3 separate regions of the Mus musculus genome follow, and all the other regions are linked to region 2. A link is a contact called in public promoter capture Hi-C data. All regions are on one chromosome and are shown on one strand. Each heading gives the region's core, a stretch centred on a gene start, on an enhancer-like site or on the middle of the called end of the contact. The rest is flanking DNA. Distances are from core to core; before and after follow the strand shown.

Region 1 (3,508 bases), core at 59-2,558, 410 kb after region 2:
TCCGGCACTCATTAACAAGCTGGTTTCCTTTCCTACAGGCATTTTCCCCAATAGTTGACAGATCTTATGCTCATTGTATTCTGTGAGGAACTTCTATCCCACTTTCCATAACAGCTATAGTATTTCAATATAACTTATTGATGACTATCCATTTGGAGGTGTTCCTTTCAGGCTTGCGTAGAGACCAGGGCCCGATGCTCACATGATTCTCGGCTTTAGATTTACAATGTGGATTCCTTGGAGCCAGAAGTCTACAAGGGTGTAAGGGGCCAGGAGTTGGCTTTTCTTCACATTTTTACTCTGCTTCCAACCAGCATGACACTTCAAAGGTCACCTGGTGACTGATGCAATATCTATGTCCCACATTGTGCTAAGTGACATTAATCCCCCTGGAAAACCAAACACGGTGGCTCACAGCTGTAATCTCAGTGCTACAGAGCGAAGGCTGGAGGACCACCATACCATACGTTTAAGGACAGCCACGGCTATACAATGAGACCCCCAGCATTCAGAAGGTGGAAGCAGGAGGATGGTGAGTTCAAAGTCATCCTCAGCTACATAGAAAGTTCCAGAGTAACCTGGACCATAAGGGCCACCATTGAAACTATGGGGCCTGGGAAAGAGGCTGAAGGGGAGGGTAGATCAGTTTCCATTTCCCCCTCTCTGGCTTTGGTCTCCGGTTCACTGTTAAACCACCTTATCTGCACCTGTGGCATCCACCTTTGGTGGTGGTGGGAGCCAGATCACCCAGCAAAGATTTCTGTGCTCCTGGATCATAGTGAGACCCAAGCTCTGTACCGAAAGGGGCAAGGCAGAGGTTCACTGGGAAGAAGGTATTTAAACGGGGTGAAAAAGCCCAGGCCTCTTAGATTCTGGGGCCCATTCTCTGGAGAAGTCTGTAAAACTTGCTAAAAAAAAAATAATAAAAAAAATAAAAAATCTTTCATTTCATTTTGTCCTAGGATGTTCCCCTCCCCCCCCCCCTTTTTCTTTTTTTCTTTTTTGAAACTGGGTCACACATAGTCTAGGACATCCTTGAACTCCTGATCTTTTTGCATCCACCTTCCAACTGCTGGAGTGACAGGTGTGTGTCACCATGCCTATCTTGCATGCCCATTTTACAGAGGAGGAAACTGAGGCTGAGAGTGTGGGAATTAGAGAGAGAAGCCGTGGGAGTTAGAACTGCTGAGCATAGCAAAACGCCACGGTGGTCCGAAGACGCTTCGGGTTCTGCATAGGAGGAGCAGCGAGGGAGCACCGAACTGTGGTGCGGCTCCGCCCCCAAGGGGGACGTGAAGACGCGGACCCCGCGCAGCGTGGGGACATGTGACCGACTGCAGAGGCCGCGCTGCTGCGCAGGACGCGGTGAGGCGCGCTCGGAGGCCCGGGAGCACCACCCGGGAGCACTACAGGGCGCGTGAGCAGACGCGTGGCCGCAAGGCCTGCGCGGGGTCTCCTCAGGGTCCCCAGCTTTACGTAGAAACGAAACTGAAAGAGGGGCCCGAGGGAGGCGGAGCTGCGGCGACGCCACCCAGGCTTGCGAGGCCCGGACCCAGGCGCAGCCAGGTGTGCTCCGGCCACCATGGCTCAGGATGGCGTGGAGGTAGGACAGCCGCGCCACCGGCGGCGCGGAAAGGGCTCCCGGGAACACCCCTGCCCCCTGGGCTGTTTCCCTCCTCTATCCCTGGGCACAGTGGGGCTGTAGGGTCAGAGGTCAGAAGGAAAGGGGGTAACCTGGCCTGCATCCCGCCACACACACACACACACACACACACACCGCCAGACCCCAAATTCGCACCGGGGAGGCTGGGACGCGCCGCAGTCTCCACCATCCCCCAATGCCTGGAGAACTTCGGATTTTTCCAGGAAATGGCTTAAAGGGGGGGGGGGATGGGGATGCGGAGGCCAGAAGCCAGGGTCAAGTTCAGGAGAATGAAGGTGCGGGGGCTGCTCCCCGTCGCCGGCGACATCAGAGCTTATCCCCCCTCTATCCTAGTTGGAGAAGAGCGTCAGGCGCCTCCGGGAGAAGTTTCATGGGAAAGTGTCCCCCAAGAAGGCAGGGGCTCTTATGAGGAAGTTTGGCAGCGACCACACCGGAGTTGGGCGCTCTATCGTGTATGGTGAGTCAGCCCTGGTGGGGGGGACACTGAGTGGGTGTGGTTTCAGAATTGCTGTAGCGCTTTAGCGACCCTGGCTCCGTTTAACCGGAGGCTCTCCACCGCCTGGAACTCCTACACCCTTCAAGAGCCCCTCCCATGTTCTCCCACTAGGTGTCAAGCAGAAAGACGGACAGGAGCTGAGCAACGACCTGGACGCTCAGGTAACCTCCCCCTGTCCCCAAAGGAAGGGGGATTCCCATTCTCTTGTCAGAAGGAACAATCAGTGAGTGCTCCCCTTACCATCTAGGGTCCTTTCCTTTCTCAAGCAGCCTTCAAACAGTAGGTGCTCATTACATGCTGATTACCTCAAATGGAAGAGACAGGACAGTAGGATAAGGAGACTGAATGTCGAAGAAAACTCAAGGCAACCCTTTCTTGCATAAGAAGAAAGTCTGAGCTGGGCAGATCCTGGGAAGAAAGACGCCTGGACAGGAGGGATGAAGGAATCAAGGCAATATGGTTGTTTTGCTCCTCGGCTTCTGTTTGCTTGAAAGACATAGCAGAGTTTTTGTTTTGTGTAAGACAGAGTCTTTACATAGCTCAGCCCTGGACTTCCCTGAAATTCACTAGATAGGCCAGGCTGGCTTTGAACTCACAGAGATCCACTTGCCTCTGCTTACCAAGAGCAGGGGATCAAGGCGTGTACCACCTTGCTGGGCATCTAAAAGAATCCTACCAATGATATTCTTTTGCTTTAGGTCTATAAACAATATGATAAGATAATAATAATAATAGCAGGAAGTCGCCTTCATGGAGAGCACGAGTGAGGCAGATCTCCAGGCCTTGGTTCATGTCCTACCCCTCCTCAGGGTCCCAGGAGGCAATCCAATTGCACAGGAACCCAGCCCGGGGACACGACACTCACCAGGTTCCAGAGACCAGCAGTTGACTTCAGGGAATCAGACTCTAGCCACTTGGAACGAAGCCTGGGCTCTGAGAGGCCCCTCTGTGAAGACCGCCATCCCTCATCAGGGAGCAACTGAGCAGCCAATTAGGCTTGCAGCTAGCTGCTTGCAAGCCCCAAAGCCCAGAGCTTTGTAGTGTGGCCAGGGGACAGAGAGATGGCTTAGCAGTTAAGAGCACTTGCTGCTCACATAGGATCCCAGCTCCAAAATGGGACCGCTCACAACCACTCCAAGTTCCAAGGGGTCTGACACCCTCTTCTGGCGTCCATGGGCACTGCACATGTATACATGCACATGGGAAGAGACACACATAGACATTTTTAAACGTTTTAGTGTTTAAAACCATGTGGCATCTGAGGCCAGTTGTCACATGTGTGGCCTCTGCGAGGTCATGCAGGGCTCTGGGTTCCATGGGCTATGATCACTGAGTGAATCCAGATTCTG
Region 2 (3,272 bases), core at 121-2,620:
CCACAGATGCCTTTTCTCCTGCCCACCCCCCAATCCCCACTCCACACAATGACTTCCCCGGCCTCTATCCTTGGGGCCAATGTACTCACCAGAGAGCAGCGTCCCAATAAACCTGCTCTAATATTCTAATCTGGCTTGAATTGGCTCATTTCACCAGTGGAGAAATAACATATCAAATAAAGCCTCACCCATTCCTTAACAGAGTTCTATTATTTATTTAAGGGGGGGGGGGCGCACATGACTGCAAGTGCCTAGAGACTCTGGTCTCCCCATTCCCAGATAGCTGGAATTACAGGCTGTTACACGCCACTAACATGGGTGCTGGGAACTAAAATCTGATCCTCTAGAAATGACATGTGGTCTCTTAATCACTAATCCATCTCTCCAGTCCCAAGTTTCAGTTTTTCATGAGCCATCCCTTGAGTGCCAAACTCCCTATTTTTCCCTTGTTAATACTTTATTGTTGGGATGAAGGGAAGGGGTAAGGGATGGTTTGTGGTCTGCAAACAGATAAATATGCATGGCCTGAGCATTTAACACTTTCTCAAAATGGATGCATGAGGTTTGGGGGAGAGAGAGAGAGGGGAGAGGAGAAAGGGAGAGTGCAAGAGAGGGATGGAGGGAAGAAGGGAGGGAGAGAGAGAGAGAAACAGAAAGAACTAATGAAATGCATCGGTTTCCACGAAAGCAACTAAATTCTAATAGTTGATAGTGAGAGAGACTGTGGAGGAAATGAGAACGGACAGAAGCTCCTCACCCTGGGACTTTCCTGCTCCATCAAATTCCACCCACTGCTCACAATGAAGCGGGATGGCCAGGTTCCTGGAGCGATGGGGCGCGAAGACAGATTCCAACGGCCGAAATCCTTCTTTCTGGAAGGCAAAAATTTTGTACGATTACCTTAAAGGCGTTCGAGGCAGCAAGGGCTACATTCGAAGGCACGGGGAGCTCAAATATCGTTCCGATGAAATGGCCCCCGGCCGGGACCTGAGAAGTGCAGGGCCCTAGCCTCTGAGAAGCAACGGGGCGAGACTCGCGGCCTGGGAACCAGCGGAGTCGCCATGGAGGCCACACCCAGGCCTCACTCCCCACCTCCGCCACCGCCCATCCCCTTACCTAGCCTCACCAGAACCCGCCCAGCCGGCCTGCTACTACCGAGAAAAAGAGAAGGGGGCCGCACGAAGCCACACCGGAAGAGACGGAGGCGAGCTGCGGTTCACTTCCGTTTACCGTGTCCGAGTCCTTCCGGAATTGAAATTTCGGTTCCCCGGAATTGGATGCCGATTGATTCTGAAGCGGAGGTTAAAAGCCCAGTCAAAGAATGAAATTGAAGTTTGAACAAGATTTCTGAGCGAGAACGGCCTTCTCGATTGGCCAATCCCAGTGCAAAGTTAAACACACACCGGGAAGTACGGGGTCTCAGGAGGCTCACAAACCTTTCCTTCCCTACCTCCTCTTGGTTCCTGTACTTCCTGGGCAGATGCACTGCCAGGTCTGTGAACCAGCCTATAGCTTCCATTTAACCACTTCAGTCTTTACTCTCTGGATACCATGCTAAATTCTAATCGTTGGTAGTGAAACGAGCTAGAAAGATGGGGAAAATGAAGAGGACATGAAAAAAGAAAGCCTCACACCCTGAGACTTTCTGATGAAAAATTTAAAATGTGAACACAACTGATACAGCCAAAAATTGCATATACAGAGGGAAAAAATGTGTGTTTTCATAAAGATATCTCAAATAAGATGTTAAAAGCAAATATCAGTGCATGGCAGCACACCCCTGCAATCACAGCACGCAGAGGCAGAGACAGGCAATCTTCTTGATTCGAGGACTGCTAGATCCACAAAATAAGTTTCAAGCCAGCCAGGACTGCAAAGTGAAAACTCATCTCAAAACAAAATGAAAATAGTAAGGCGACAAATTCTACTTACTTAGGGCCAAAATGTCAATAGTCTTGAATTTTACTATATTAGCATTCCTCTCAACCCTAAATCTGAACAATGTACTTCACAAAACCATCTTACAATTTCATTTACAAACATATTCATTAAGAGTAAACAGTAAGAGTAAAAATTAAGTTAATATATTGTACTTAATTTTAAATGTTATTTAAATTTTAAGCTATGCTTAATCTTTAAACCTTATAAATTATATCCTTTGAGAAATATAACTTAGAAAGTCACAAGATTTTATATGTGTGTGTGTGTGTGTGTGTGTGTGTGTATGCATTGAAGATATACTTAAATGGGATGCCCTATAGAAGCCCACACCAGTATCTTGTGATTGTGTACTATCTCTTTCCTATAAAACTTTGTGTCCTCTACTGATCTAGCACTAAGGAGGCAGAAGCCAGCGAATATCTGTGATTTTGAGGCTAGCCAACTCTACAAAGTGAATTCTAGGACAGCCAGGGGCTGGTATATAGAGATACCCTGTGGAAGAAGAGAAGAAAGAGGAGGAGACCAACAACAAAAACAAAGGGGTGTGTGTGTGTGTGTGTGTGTGTGTGTGTGTGTGTCTGTGTGTGTGTGTGCATGAGCCCTGGCCCTCTAGAAGAGCTTTATACCTTCATATTATGTTTGCTCCAGGAATGAAAGTGGCCATGCAGTATTCCTTTCCTCTGTGTGTGTGTGCATGTGTGTGTGTGTGTGTGTTCTGTGACTTAGCCTGTCTGTCACCACCTTTAATTGTTGGCAGACAGATATCCTGAGATTGGTTTTGAATGTCTTGGTGAGTTGTGACAATGAGCTAGCCTTGGATGCTAGCCCTGAGTATCTGAAATAAGACCTGGGGCCCTTGCAGGATTTGCTCACTGATGCCCACGATGGAACATCTGTAAGTCACAGTTGAACTCTGTGCCATTCTTAGTCTAGAGGTGGCCCACCCAGCAGCTTACTTCAGTTGGAAATATGCAAATGCATTTGGCCTTTTTTTTACTAGGGATTTTGCAGGAAACCTTGCTAAATACTTTTTAGCTTTTATTGCATTTCTATGTTTTGTGTGTTCATGGACACATGTGCCTTGGTACACTATGGAGGTCAGAGAATAACTTACAGGCATCGATTCTCTCCTTTCACTACGTGGGTCTTGAGAATCAAACCCAGATCATTAAGCTTGGCAACATACTTACAAGTTTACAAGTCTTAGTTTTTATGTTCTCTCTCTCTCTCTCTCTCTCTCTCTCTCTCTCTCTCTCTCTCTCTCTCTCTCTCTCTCTTAGTTGGGGAGGCTGTTTGAGGCAGGGTCTCTCTATTATGTAGCTCTGGCTGTC
Region 3 (3,789 bases), core at 1,037-3,536, 330 kb after region 2:
TTTATATGACACCATTTCCTACTAAAGTAACTCAGTCAGGGAGGGGACTTAACTCCGGCTAAATCAATGAAGTCCTCTGATTTTAAGTTATTAGCCTTCAATATTATGCTAACAAAACCTCTTTTCTTCATAAAATATCCAGCTTCAGATGTTTTTGTTATAGCAATAGAAGCAGTCTAACACATCCCTCTGGTTGATGGACCAAACAACCAGACCACAAGTCATCAAGTGAATATAGACAGATATCACAGGTACCTCCACTTAGCAGCTGGGAAAATGGTTTCAAGAACCTCACTCAAGGACATGGAGGTCATAAGCACTTCTGAGAATGAGACCATGATGCTCATGTTTTCCTTAATACTCTCTCAATGCCATGAGCTGTACAGCCGAGCATACCCCCATCCCTGCCTCCTCCCACCTCCTCCCCCCTCCCCCCCCCCCGAGTGCCCTGGGTCACAGCCTGGACCCACAGGCATCCGTCTCTCTGCCTTTCCCCTGCCCACCTCCAGTTCCATGGCCTCTTACCTTAGGTCCTGGGCGTCCTGGATAACCTGGGAGACCTGGCACCCCAAGCTTGCCCTGCAGGAGAAAAAAGATTGTAGAACAAAGGTCACACACTGCAGGCTGGAGACCAGGGGAGAAACGGTGTGCAACCTGTGCAACCGAGTGAGAACCTAGGAAACTGAGGTCCTACGAGGGATGTGCCTGCCTGCGAGGGGCTCATTCACCAGTATAAGCCAGTGTCCTCCTCTGTAAGGGGAGGGTGAGCTGTTTACCACAGGAACTTGAGAGATGGCTCAGTAGTTTGATTCCCAGCACCGTATCAGGCAGCTCACAACCACCTGTGACTTTGGCTCCAGGGATTGACCTCTGGAGGCATCTGTACTCACACAGAGAGACACAGAATTAAAAATAAAAATAAATCCCCCACCCCACCCCTTTTAAAGACAGGGTCGCATTGTGTAGCTCTGGCTGTCCTAGAGATCCAAGTACCTTTGTTCCACCCCACCCCACCATCTCTGGAATTAAAGGAATGCACCACTATGACATAAAATAATTCTTTTTAAAAGTCTATCACACAGAGTCGCTGTGGGGATTAAAACGAAGGTGCAAGCAAGTAATTGCTCTGCAATGCTCAGCAAATAAATGAAGTATGCCGGGTTAGCTCAGCCCGACATCCCTGTCCAGAATCCCCCAGTGAGCGGCTGGGGTGGGACTCAGTGTTAGGGCCCCTGCCCAGAGTCCCCAGTGTGGGGCTGGGGAGTGGCTCCACAGTACAACTGTTTTCTAACAAGTGAGACGTCCTGGTTCCATATCCAGATTGGACAGTGAGGCAGCAGCCAGGCACGGAGATGGGCAGTAAACGACGCAAGTGGACCATGCAAATCACCTTCTCCCCTGCTGCTCCTGGAGGACCCTCATCACCAGGCAGTCCCCCAGGCCCCTTTTGTCCTTCTGGACCATCCTCTCCTCTGGGACCTGGGGGTCCGGGGTTTCCCTGAGGTAGAAAATATAAGTCAATAAATAAACTGTTTAATCACAGCCCATCCCATGTTTACACCACACAGTCCTCATCTGGAGCTGGTCTTACCCGGTCGCCTTTTGGTCCCTCATCACCCTTGAAGCCAGGAAAGCCATCCTCTCCCTGGGGGGAGATACAGAAATGGAGACAGAGCAGGCAAGAGCAGGGAGAAAGGAGGGGAGGGACAGAGAAAGGGACAGAGGCAGGCGAAGAGTAGAAGTCAGGGTCTTAGGGAAGGAACACGGGCAGGGGCTCTTTATGGGGGCTCCCTCTCCCTCCCTTCCAGTGAACCCCTTCCTCCTCACCCTTTCTCCTTTCTCGCCTTGGAGACCCCGGTTACCAGAGGTACCCTAAGAAAAAATTTAGAGAGCTCTCAGTCTCCTTCCCTGCTAAAGGAAGGTTTTAGACTTCCTCCCTTGACCTAAAATTGTGAGAACAGTTGCAAGACGGGGATAGTGTGGTGGGGAGCCCCAGAGGGAGCAGCCCTGTCTCCTCTGAGCCCCTCAGTGGCTCCTCCATGCCTGGTAGCCACCCCATCCCCCACCCCCACCATGTTCAGATGAGTGGGGAGAAGCAGGAGAGCCAAATCTCTACGCCATTCATCTCTACTTCCTGAGGACACAGTGTCTACAGTTCCTTCTGGCAGAAGAAAGAACATTCCAGAGGCCAGTTTTATTCCAAAGGCAGGGGAGAGTTTCCCCATTGTGCTGGCCACAAGGAGACTCTGTGCCTGGTGACAGCATGCCCATCCCGTGCAGAGCGCATACCCTGGGCTGACTTCCTGCCTGTACCACACTGAAAAACTGCACTTGGCTCAGACGGGAACTGAGCTCAACTGAAGAATGAACAAGCAGTTGGAGCTGATGCAACTATGCACTTGGAAACAGCAGGGCCTTCTGCAGCCCCGCAGTAATTCACTGGACCTCAGTAAAGAAAGCTTTGGCTGCAGCCATCCTCTCCCTTGGCTACAAAGTAACTCGATTCAGATACAACACAGGCGGCAGCCACAGCCCTCCACTTATCTGCAAAATAAGATGGGACACCCCCACCCCTCACCCCCCACCCCCCAGGAGTTGCCAGAAGGGATTAGAGCCAGCCCTTATCTATGTTGCCTGTTCTATGCATACATCAAACTATGATAAAAGACAATTTATAAATTAAGCAAAGAAAAAGACGAGAAAAGAAACTAACAATAAAATAGAGCCATTAATATACTGTTTTTTCATTTGTTTACTTTCTGTTTTGTTTTGGTTTTTGAGACAAGGGACTCTTGTTTTGTTTTTGAGACAGTAGTCCCGCCTACCTAGCCTGGAATTCACTATGAATACCAGAATGTCCTGGAAAGCACAGAGATCCTCCTGCCTCTGCCTCCCAGGTACTGGAGTGGGTTTTGCTATTGTTATTTCTTTATTTTGCTTTATTTTGTTTTGAGACACTGTCTCATGTAGCCCTGGCTGATTTAAAATTCACCCCATGGCTAAAGATGACTCTGGACTTCCAATGCCTCTGCCTCTACCACCTCCACACTAGGACCACAGCATGTACCACCATGCTGAGTTTATAGGGTGCTGGGATTGGAACCTGGGACACTCCATACATGCTAGGCAAGCATTCTGTGGTCTGAGCTTCTGCCCCAGCCTTTTTAATTCTTAGTTTGAAACAGGCTGGCTTCAAATTTGTATAGCTCAGGCTGATCTTAAATTCCTGATCTTCTTCCCTCAAGTACTGTGATTACAGGGTGTGTTTGTGTGTGTTTGTGTGTGTGTGTGTGTGTGTGTGTATTTTGTTAGTGATTAGTTTGTGAAACAGGGTCTCAAAATATAATAGTGCAATACACCTCTGGCTGGCAGAATTCATTATATAGCCCAGGCTAGCCTCCAACTTGGAGGAATCTTCTCACCTCTGCCTCCCAAATACTGGGGCCACAGACATCACATGATACCTGGCACTAAGTTGGTCTTCTGACACCAACACTAATCAACAGTCCCACCTTCAAGCCCTCAGGGGTTCCCTACCTTCACACCACGAAGTCCAGGATAGCCCCGAGGGCCTGCTGATCCTGGTGGGCCCTGATAGGAAAACAAGGTCAGCGCTATCTTGTTCCCAGTATCCTGTCTCCTCACTTGCTACTCCTCTTTCCCAACCCAGCCACTCTCCTGGTCACTCACCTGAGCCCCTTTTTCTCCTGTGGGACCCTCGTGGCCTGGGTGGCCCTGCCAGAGAAACACATCAACTCATCAAAGGCCAAAATGTGTCATGCAGAAACC

The links. Promoter capture Hi-C pulls out the DNA fragments that hold promoters and counts their contacts.
Region 1: a contact with region 2 is called in a promoter capture Hi-C map of second pharyngeal arch cranial neural crest. The contact joins the promoter of Shfl here to the promoter of Zfp26 in region 2. A contact is called at or near these places in 11 of 39 promoter capture datasets (3T3-L1-derived adipocytes, the C10 cell line, cranial neural crest and 8 more), 1 of 115 datasets of contacts at active chromatin or transcription factors (memory CD8 T cells) and 1 of 9 other capture datasets (liver).
Region 3: a promoter capture Hi-C map of pre-B cells shows a contact between it and region 2. The contact joins the enhancer-like site here to the promoter of Zfp26 in region 2. A contact is called at or near these places in 4 of 39 promoter capture datasets (the HPC-7 cell line, HPC-7-derived erythroid cells, cranial neural crest and 2 more) and 3 of 484 Hi-C or Micro-C datasets (CD4 T cells and cerebral cortex).

What each region holds. Positions count from the first base shown.
Region 1 is chr9:20,867,334-20,870,841 of GRCm38.p6, forward strand. It overlaps Shfl (shiftless antiviral inhibitor of ribosomal frameshifting), which reads left to right and starts at 1,309. Exons shown (of 8, transcript NM_175687.2): 1 at 1,309-1,603; 2 at 1,997-2,120; 3 at 2,271-2,320. The coding sequence starts at 1,583.
Region 2 is chr9:20,458,790-20,462,061 of GRCm38.p6, forward strand. Zfp26 (zinc finger protein 26) reads right to left here and starts at 1,371. Exons shown (of 10, transcript NM_011753.3): 1 at 1,156-1,371; 2 at 758-872.
Region 3 is chr9:20,792,120-20,795,908 of GRCm38.p6, forward strand. Col5a3 (collagen, type V, alpha 3) reads right to left here. Exons shown (of 67, transcript NM_016919.3): 26 at 3,691-3,735; 27 at 3,538-3,591; 28 at 1,828-1,872; 29 at 1,592-1,645; 30 at 1,391-1,498; 31 at 526-579. Among named protein-coding and RNA genes, the nearest start is that of Col5a3, 21 kb to the right of the region's middle. Within about 2 kb of position 2,287, at least 100 of the 459 cell types and tissues checked have an H3K27ac peak or open chromatin away from gene starts, as enhancers often do. A contact at or near this core is called in the HPC-7 cell line, cerebral cortex and pre-B cells, where this site is marked.